Linked DNA regions of Danio rerio: region 1 is linked to region 2. The links are chromatin contacts, called in public Hi-C maps. All regions are on one chromosome and are shown on one strand. Each heading gives the region's core, a stretch centred on a gene start, on an enhancer-like site or on the middle of the called end of the contact. The rest is flanking DNA. Distances are from core to core; before and after follow the strand shown. Region 1 holds the start of ctsk (cathepsin K). Region 2 overlaps si:ch211-113g11.6.

What was found. Hi-C and Micro-C count contacts between places; a contact is called where the count stands out from the background.
Region 1: a Hi-C map of embryo shows a contact between it and region 2, with 2.6 times the contacts expected there. The contact joins the promoter of ctsk here to the enhancer-like site in region 2. A contact is called at or near these places in 3 of 18 Hi-C or Micro-C datasets (caudal fin, embryo and an unstated tissue).

What each region holds. Positions count from the first base shown.
Region 1 is chr16:32,629,887-32,634,432 of GRCz12tu, forward strand. It overlaps ctsk (cathepsin K), which reads left to right and starts at 2,634. Exons shown (of 8, transcript NM_001017778.1): 1 at 2,634-2,703; 2 at 3,036-3,173. The coding sequence starts at 3,042.
Region 2 is chr16:32,554,118-32,559,024 of GRCz12tu, forward strand. si:ch211-113g11.6 reads right to left here. Exons shown (of 10, transcript NM_001126391.1): 8 at 4,561-4,676; 9 at 3,288-3,441; 10 at 1-110. Among named protein-coding and RNA genes, the nearest start is that of tlr18, 12 kb to the left of the region's middle. Within about 2 kb of position 3,389, at least 4 of the 62 cell types and tissues checked have an H3K27ac peak or open chromatin away from gene starts, as enhancers often do.

The sequences.
Region 1 (4,546 bases), core at 1,384-3,883, 75 kb after region 2:
CTGGGACAGACGCAATCATTTAGTTTAAAGGTAGTTCACACAAAACTACAAATTGAATCGTAATTTGCTCACAATTAACTGGTTATAAACCTTTATGAGTTCATTTCTTGTTGAGCAATAATTAGATATTTAAAATAAAGCTGAAACCCATACAAATACTGTGGAAGTCAGTGGTTTTAAATTTCCAGTCTTCTTCAAAATAACTATTTTGTATGTCTTCAACAGAAGTGTATTGATGAAAACACTGTCAGTTTGACAGTGTGAACTATCCTTTTGTGTTCTTCAATTCAATCTTCAATTTGTGGGGCATTATTATATATTTTGTAGGTCTCTATCCTCCCACAAACCCCTTCTAAACTTAATTTTCAACCCTAATTTAAACTGATTGCAGTGAATTGACACTATTATTTTGTACTTTAATTTCAACACCTAAAACAATTTAATTGTGCATTTTTTGCACCATTTCTTAAATTTGTGGGGGATTTTTGTTCATTACATTTTAGCCTCAAGCCCTCATTAATTTGCAACCATGATATAAAGTAGACCCTCTTTATTCACATTTCAATTTAATTGCAACGTCTGAAATAGTTTCGATTAATTCTGCAGGGACCATTTTCCCTCTTTTCTTGAGTTTGTGGGGCAGTTTCTTGAATAAATCTAGGTCATGGTTTTGATTCCCTATTCATAAAAGTTGAATGTATTCTTAAATATAGTCTGCTCAGACTTGTCATCACATCAGCAGGTCGTCCAGCTTTTGGTATTTATGGGTTTGCTTGTATTTTTGTGAGTAATTTGCACAATACATGAACGACTAACACTAAAGGGGACTTTCCTCAACATATATTTATATCTTAATGCTGACTGCATGCCTATACAGTAAACATCACGGGACAGTTTTGTAGACCTCAAACACTGACACACTGCACAGGGAACATGCATTGTTGACTAACAAGGGGAAGTGTTCGTGACTAGTTAACAGGGCCCCTGGAGAATGACCCTGAGAAAGATGCTATTTATTAATACTGAGTTTGAAGTCATAAGTTTGCATCCGTCAGATAATAACCAGCCTGACGAGTAAAAACTGTCAGCTGACTGAAGATGAGCTGAAATGAGAATGTTTATCAGTAAATCACATGCATCTTTATTCAAATTGACAAAAAACTTGGCAAATTGCTAAAACAACAAATAATAGTTTATCTTTTAGTTGATCATTTGGAAAAGTGGCAGAAGGTAGATTTTTCAGATGAATCATCTGTTGAACTGCATCTTAATCATCACAAATACTGCAGAAGACCTATTGGAACCTGCATAGACCCAAGATTCTCACAGAAAACAGTCAAGTTTGGTGAAGAAAAAAATCATGATTTGTGGTTACATTCAGTATGGGAGATCTGCAGTGTGGATGGCAACATCATTACATTACAAACCACAGAAGAGGGCAAATGTTTCAGAAGGATAGCGCTCCTTCTCATACTTCAGCATCTACATCAAAGTTCCTGAAAACAAAGGTCAAGGTGTTCCAGGATTAGCCAGCCTAGTCACCAAACCTGAACGTTATTGAGCATGTCTGGAGTATTGAAGGCATTGAAGATGAATCCAAAGAATCTTGATGAATTCTGGGAGTCCTGCAAGAACGCTTTCTTTGCCATTCCAGATGACTTTATAATAAGTTATTTGAGTCATTGCAGAAATGTATGGATGCAGTCTTCCGAGCTCATGGGAGTCATACACAATATCCATTCTTATTTTCACTGCACAATGACTTTATATTATATACTGTATATTATTTCTGTTAAGTGACAAGACTTTTGTCTAGGCAAGTCAGACCTTACTATCCTAATTAAATAAGTAAAAATCAAGACATGATCATATTATATTTTGGCCAAATTTGCATGATATAGAGGTCTGTGCCTTTCATATAAGCCACTTCTGATACCAAATGATCAACTAGAAGTCAAGCTACTATTATTTGTTGCTCCTAAAACTTGGATAGGTGACAAGACTTTTGTCAGGCAAAATTTATTTGTTTATGACAGATGAAAAATGTTTTAATATTAGTTGGAATGGGAAATAAGACAAGGAGTCTCTACAATAGTTTTAGTAAATTTCACATACAAATATATTTTCTGCAACCTGTTTATAGGGCTTGGATGAGTTTTAATATTGGGGTCAAAAGAAATGTTTGGGGGAGAAGCATATGTACTTTTAAGTGTTAAATAATAAATAAATAATTATTTAAGAAATAATGCTAATAAAAAATGCAAAGAAATACAAATGCCACTAAAAAATTATAAAAGTCAGCTTTACATCTAATAAATATAAAATGCATTTTTGGAGGCATTTTTGCCACACGTCGTAGTCATTTCAGACTGCAAACTAAATGTAATTTAGTAATTTAAATGACATTCTTTATTCATTTTCCCATTTCTCTTATACATTATGAGAGATATAATGGTTATGGTATAGTTTAATAGCACAGGGGCATTATCCCCTTGCATATACACTACTCCCAACTTCCCGCTTTTCCTAAAACTGTAACCTGACCCCTGACATCATCGTTTGGGCTGGTGTTTAATCTATTCCAGATATTCTTCCCTTCCCCTCAACAAGAGCAACTTCCTCAAAACTTCCTCATAAAAAGAGGCCATCGACCGTTTCAATCCCGCAGCCTTCTGTTGTTCTGAACTTTTGGAAATCGCTCAGGTAATCAGACTCTCGACTCAAGTGTGCATTGTTTATATGTTAACTACTTTAATATGGTGTACTCGTAAATATTAACATATCGAAACAATAGAAGTGCTCGGTACAGCTTTCGTTTTCTGTTTACAAAGCTTTTGTAATATATTTTAGAGCGTTTGTTTTACTGTAACAAAATGGTGCATTTCTTCTTGCTCATTTCAGTTCTCAATAACTTAGGTTACTTCTCTAAACCGACCGAAATAATTTGCAACGCCAGTTTCGTTTTTGCTTGTCGTTTACAGTTAACATAAAAGCTAAATAGTTCTCTGTGTGTGATTTTGCACCTTTGACTGCAGGTCAGAATGGGTAGATTTGGCGGATTCCCTCTGCTGGTGGTGCTGTGGTGTGGACTGGCTCACTCTCTGGACAATCTCTCTCTGGATGAGGCTTGGGAGAGCTGGAAAATCACTCACAAGAGGGAGTACAATGGCCTGGTGAGTAAACAGCCTACAAAGCCTGACAATTCAATCTCGCCTTTCAGGGTGCCGAGAGTGTTATTAGATTGGGTTAGAGATTTCTTCTTCATTGGGGATAAAAAGCCTGTTTATCTCTTCTCTGGAAAATAGATAGTTAAAGATGGCTTGTTTTATGTAATTTTATGTGTGACTACAGTGATTGGAATGTTCTTGCTTAATGTGTTTCTAGTAATGCTGTGCTTGTACATACACTTCACCTCAGTAAAAACAATGAGGAAAATCTTTCAGTTTCTGGAAATGTCAGTTATTTATTTGGAATTGTATGCTATCTATCTATCTATCTATCTATCTATCTATCTATCTATCTATCTATCTATCTATCTATCTATCTATCTATCTGTTTGTCTGTCTGTCTGTCTGTCTGTCTGTCTGCCTGTCTGTCTATCTACTGTCTGTCTGTCATTGCATTTTTTTTCAGACAATCAATATGCCCATACAGGTAAGGGTAAGGTAAAGGGAACTGATATACAAGTGAAAATTTCTGTTAATTTAGGCTACTCACCCCTAGTTCACCTGAGATGAGATTACTTTTTTCTTTACTTTACCATTAAAGAAGATTATTTTTAGCTAAATACATGGTCCTTGATGACTCATAAAATGCTATTTTAGTTTCCTTACATAAAAATCCAAGTAGGTAATTTGTAAAAAGCACATTTTAAGACCTATAGTTACATTTGAAAAGGAAGCCAGGGAATTAAGACTTATGTGGCTTACAATTTTTCTCAATCGCTTTGGTACATTTCTCAGCTCAGAATTGAAATTTGCAAAACAGTAAGTGCATTTCTCAAAACAACGCGTACAAATAGCAAAACACCATGGGTTACCTGCAAAAGTCAGTCTCTTGCTCAAAGTCTTTAGTTCATCTCTCAAAACTACATTTCTGTATCAATGAACAAGTCAGTGCCGTCAGAATGACAAGTCATTGTGTGCGGATAAGACAATCAAATTACTTAGTCATGTTGTCAATACAATAGTGTGCTCTGAATGGGAGTTCTGATGTAAACTATGGCAACTATTTTTAGCTATTTGTACTGTAATTTGTTGACAGATCATGTCATTGGGATACAGAAAAGAAAATACAAAACTGCATTGCACAAAGAAAAAAAAGAAAAAAGAAATGTGAACATAGGACAACCTCCTTTTAGACCTCCATTAGAAGAAGTAAAGCCTGGGATAAATTTGGGATAAATTTGCCAGTTATTGACAGATTTAGAATAAAAAAGTCTAATGCAAATGTATAGGAAATTGCATTATGACATATTACGTCAACTTGTTCAGCCATTTTGCCTGTGAAGACTTATGTAATGAATCAACAATTAAATGTTGTGGGG
Region 2 (4,907 bases), core at 2,139-4,638:
TTTCTCCCAGCGGTAAGAGGCGTGATAGGAGCGAACGGGGCAGGGCAGCAGGACCGGCCCATCTTTATCTACTAAAACTTCTTTGGGGATAGTGCTGCGGGCTTTAGGAGCTGTTTTAGAGAATGGTGGGAAATGTTTTAGTGTGATGAAATGATTATGTGGTACTTATAGTGTACATTAAGGACAGTGCCTATTTATTTAGCAATATACAGTTGGAAGACAGAATTATTAGCCTCCCCAAATTTTTAGCCCCCCTGTTTGTTTATTCAACACGTATTTAAACATAATAGTTTTAATAAGTTATTTCTAATAACTGATTTATTTTATCTTTGCCATGATGACTGAAAGTAATATTTTAATAGATATTTTTATGACACTTCTATACAGCTTAAAGCGACATTTAAAGGCTTAACTAGGTTAATTAGGTTAACTAGGCAGGTTTATTATATAATATATTATTGTATAATGATGGTTTAACGAGGGGGTAATAATTTTGACCTTAAAATAGTGTTTAAAAAATTAAAAACTGCTTTTATTCTAGCCAAAATAAAACAAATAGGACTTTCACCAGAAGAAAAAAATAATATCAAACATGCTGTGAAAATTTCCCTGCTCTGTCACACATAATTTAGGAAATATTTAAAAAAAAGAAAAATAATTAAAATTGTATCTTTAAATAAAAACTGTAAATGAAAAAAAAAACAAAATTAAAATAAAAGGAAAATTAATGAACACACACACACGCATCTATATATATATACATACACACACACACACACACACACACATACATACATATATACATACATACATACATACATAGATACTTACATACATACATATACATTAAATTTCCTTTTATTTTAATTGTAGTTTTTTTTTTTTTAAGTAAAAGTACAACGCCTTAGTCATTACATTACATTTATTCTTAAGAATATTTCATTTGATTATAGTACTTTTGACAATTTACATATTGGAATCAGAATCTGAAAACGTATATCCCAGATAAATAATAATAAATGTTAACAAAAAAAGTGCAAGATAAAAAGTAACAGAGGCTGCAATATCTGCTACCAGATTTATTTTCAGTTGGTAATTTATAGTTAATACTAAAGTGTTTTTTTACCCATACTGACACTGACACATCCAATAGAGATGTTAAAATCAGCTAAAATTTTGCAAGTAATGTATTTTGTATAGGTGTGTGGTGAGGGGGCGTGGCCGAGAGCCGTGGGAACGGGGTGAGGCCACCGCGTAAGTGGATACACGTGCGGTGCGCACCTGCCTCGGATCCCACGGAAGGAGCTCTGGACCATAAAAGGAGGACCGATGGCAGAGGAAGCCGAGAGAGGACCGGGCCCGGGCATGTTATTTTACTTTTGCTTTCAGTTTGACGGCAGTCTCCGTGAGGAGCTGCCGTCCGTTTGTTTTTGGTTTAGGCGGCAGTCTCCGTGAGGAGATGCCGTCATTGTTATTAATAAATATTTAAAACCGGCGTCGGTTCTCCGCCTCCTTCTTCCCGGCGGCCAAAGGGCCGTAAACTTCATTACAGGGGTGCCGAAACCCGGGAGAAGGAGGGACGCGTTGTCCAGATGCCCTCGCAGCTGAGAGAGGGGGCGAGTGTTCGGGAGTTAACCCGAGTGGGGGAGAAACCCGTCCGTCTGCCCAGAGTGCCGGGGCGGCCTGAGGCTGGCGAGGAAAGGATCTGCCTGCTGCCGTCTCCCAGCATGGGGAGGAGCAGGGGACGCGGGGCTCACCGCCGGAAGGGAAAGAGCTGAAGGGAGCCATCCCACAGAACCCGGGGGAGTCGCCGCGATCCGCCATGATGCCAGAGCCTGCATCCATCCACCGAAGCGGGAGCGGAGCAGGAGACCAGAAATGCCGCCAGCCAGCCAGGAGAACCGCCGCCGGACGCCAGAAGACGGACGGGTGGATAGATTCCTCCACAGGGCTCCCAGCACGTCGTCGCATCTCTCAGCTGGTGGAGGACCGAGTGGCAGCGTGTCTGGAGAACCGAACCCCAATTATTATTTTTTTTTTCCTCTCTCCCCTTTCTCGGTCTACTCTGTCTTTCCTCCTTTTTTTTCCATCACCTTTTCTCTCGGCCCGTCTCATATAGGTCTTGCGGGTGCTGCGGCGCCAAACCCCCCCCCCCCCCCGGAGTATGCACAGCCACGGGGTGCCCCCGGCCTGTGATGGGAGATGGGGGTATGTGGCGAGGGGGCGTGGCCGAGAGCCGTGGGAACGGGGTGAGGCCACCGCGTAAGTGGATACACGTGCGGTGCGCACCTGCCTCGGATCCCACGGAAGGAGCTCTGGACCATAAAAGGAGGACCGATGGCAGAGGAAGCCGAGAGAGGACCGGGCTCGGGCATGTTATTTTACTTTTGCTTTCAGTTTGACGGCAGTCTCCGTGAGGAGCTGCCGTCCGTTTGTTTTTGGTTTAGGCGGCAGTCTCCGTGAGGAGCTGCCGTCATTGTTATTAATAAATATTTTAAACCGGCGTCGGTTCTCCGCCTCCTTCTTCCCGGCGGCCAAAGGGCCGTAAACTTCATTACAAGGTGATATATATATTACAGCACCAAAAACACCAAAAATGATTGAGGTCATGTTCATGTTTTGTGTGATAAGTCAATATATTGATTATTGTGACAGGCCTAAAGTAGTGCTTTCAAAAGACTGATCGCATCCACAATAAGTTTGTATTTACATTAATTGTGTGTACTCACTGTGTATAAATACTGTGTTTATATAAATAAAAAATACCTAAATTGCAAAAAAATTCAACTAAATATTTACCTATATTTATATTTACATCGACTTTGTATTACATATAAATATTTAATTTATAAAATAAGCATTATCTCAAATATATATTAATATATGCATGACAAGCATGTTATTATTTCAAGTTATTGAGTTATTTCAAAGTAACTTAAGGTTAACAAGTTCCAAATTAAATACTCCCAGGCAAGTGATAAGAAAGGAATGAAAACTGGATGTTTCAGAGGAAACAGGAGGATGCTGAAACAGTTTGGAACGCTTTCAAATTTCTCAGTCAGTGCTGTAAAGTGTAATGTAATACAATACAACAAAAAATATTTTGAACAACCTACCTTTAGCATCGCCACAGATTGAGGCATTGGAGTGGTCAAGCGTCTGAATAAGGCTTCTGATTTCAAAAAGAAAGACACAAAAATCGGTTTACTTCAGAAATGAAAGCAGTGATGCATCATTTGTTGGTTTATTACATTAGCTAGTGCATATGTACCCGGTGTTAATGCTGCCTGTGGTGATCGCAGTGCACTTCTTCTTGTGCACGTCCCACGCACAATATGGGTCCCGTGAAAGGATGCATTCCCTACAGCTGAGACCGTAACGACCGCAGTCCGCCAGAGGGAGGCGCTGCACTTCAAGTTGTGTGCCAATGTAGAGATGACCCTGGCACAAAGCACAATACAGAGGTGAAAGCGCCATCTGCCTCCTATGATCAAACGCTATTTTTTAAAACTATGTGAACAGCCTTTGAATTACATTTCGCTGTAAAGTAAAAATGTTAAATATTATTATATTACAGTAGAATAATGTGATCCAGCATTGCAGGCTAAAATTGGCCTATTTTAATGTAAAACAAGACACTGTAGGCAGGTTTTTCGTTCACAGTGCACATCATTTTTGAGAGTTTGGACTATTTTTCCAAGCAGGACTCATATACACCAAACATTTTTATACATAGGTATATTATAAAGATTTATACAGAGGGATTTAATTTGTCAGATTATGTATACAGTTCAAATTTCAGAATTATTAGCCCTCCTGAAATATATATATATATATATATGTATTCTTTAATTTATTTTGCCATGATGACAGTAAATAAGATTTTACTAGATATTTTTTAATATGCTAGTATTCAGATTAAAGTGTACTTTAAAAGCTATATTAGGTTAATTAGGCATCTTAGTTAATCAACACATATAAGGGGCTAACACTATTAACCTTGAAATGTTTTTTTTTTTAACTGCTTTCATTTTAGCCAAAATAAATCAAATAAGACAAATTATGTTTCTATTAAACATAATTTGGGAAATATTTGACAGTAGGGCTAATAATTCTGACTTCAACTGTACACCATTTTCTGAATTATGGAGTGATACATAAAAAAGATTCCCAAAATTCCTTTTGTCAAATAAAGAAATAAATAAAAACAGACAAGTATTTTAAATGTGACTTTATCCAATGCTTAAATGTTTGTGCTAGACCTCTATGCAAATTTGCACATATTTAATTAAACATTTACATATTTCATATGGTTATCATTTACATATTATATATATTATATTTACTATTATTATAATTTATTCAAGTGATGTTATCTACAGTAGTCAACATTCGAAGTGGATAAAAAAAAAATCTAAACTGTCCTGAAACCAAAATGGGTGTTGTTCAATAGTTTTAAAATGATTTGATGAAAGGTGATAAACCACTTCCAATGTTGACTAAAATATATTTATTTAGTTTTTCACTTGTAGTGTCTTGTTTCAAAAAGCAGGTCTCTACCTTTTTGGGGTCGATGGCCATGTTGGTGACAGGACTGTCGTCATGGAATAAGGAGTACTGTGCGATGATAAAGGCTCCTTCTATGGTGTGGAGCACCTTCAGGACTTTACCTTTTTCTGTACAGAAGACACAAGAAAAACTGCATTACAAAAGATTAACAAAACAGTAACAGAATGAGAGAAAAATGTATGGGATGCCATAATGAATGTTTGATGTATTCTGTATTTAGTTATAGAAATTTTAATTAGCATTCAGGTTTGTTTGTTTTTTTGAAAGAAGTTTCTTATAGTCTCACCAAGGCTGCATTTCAATATTCTTGTGAAATATTAAAGTAAGCATGGATATAT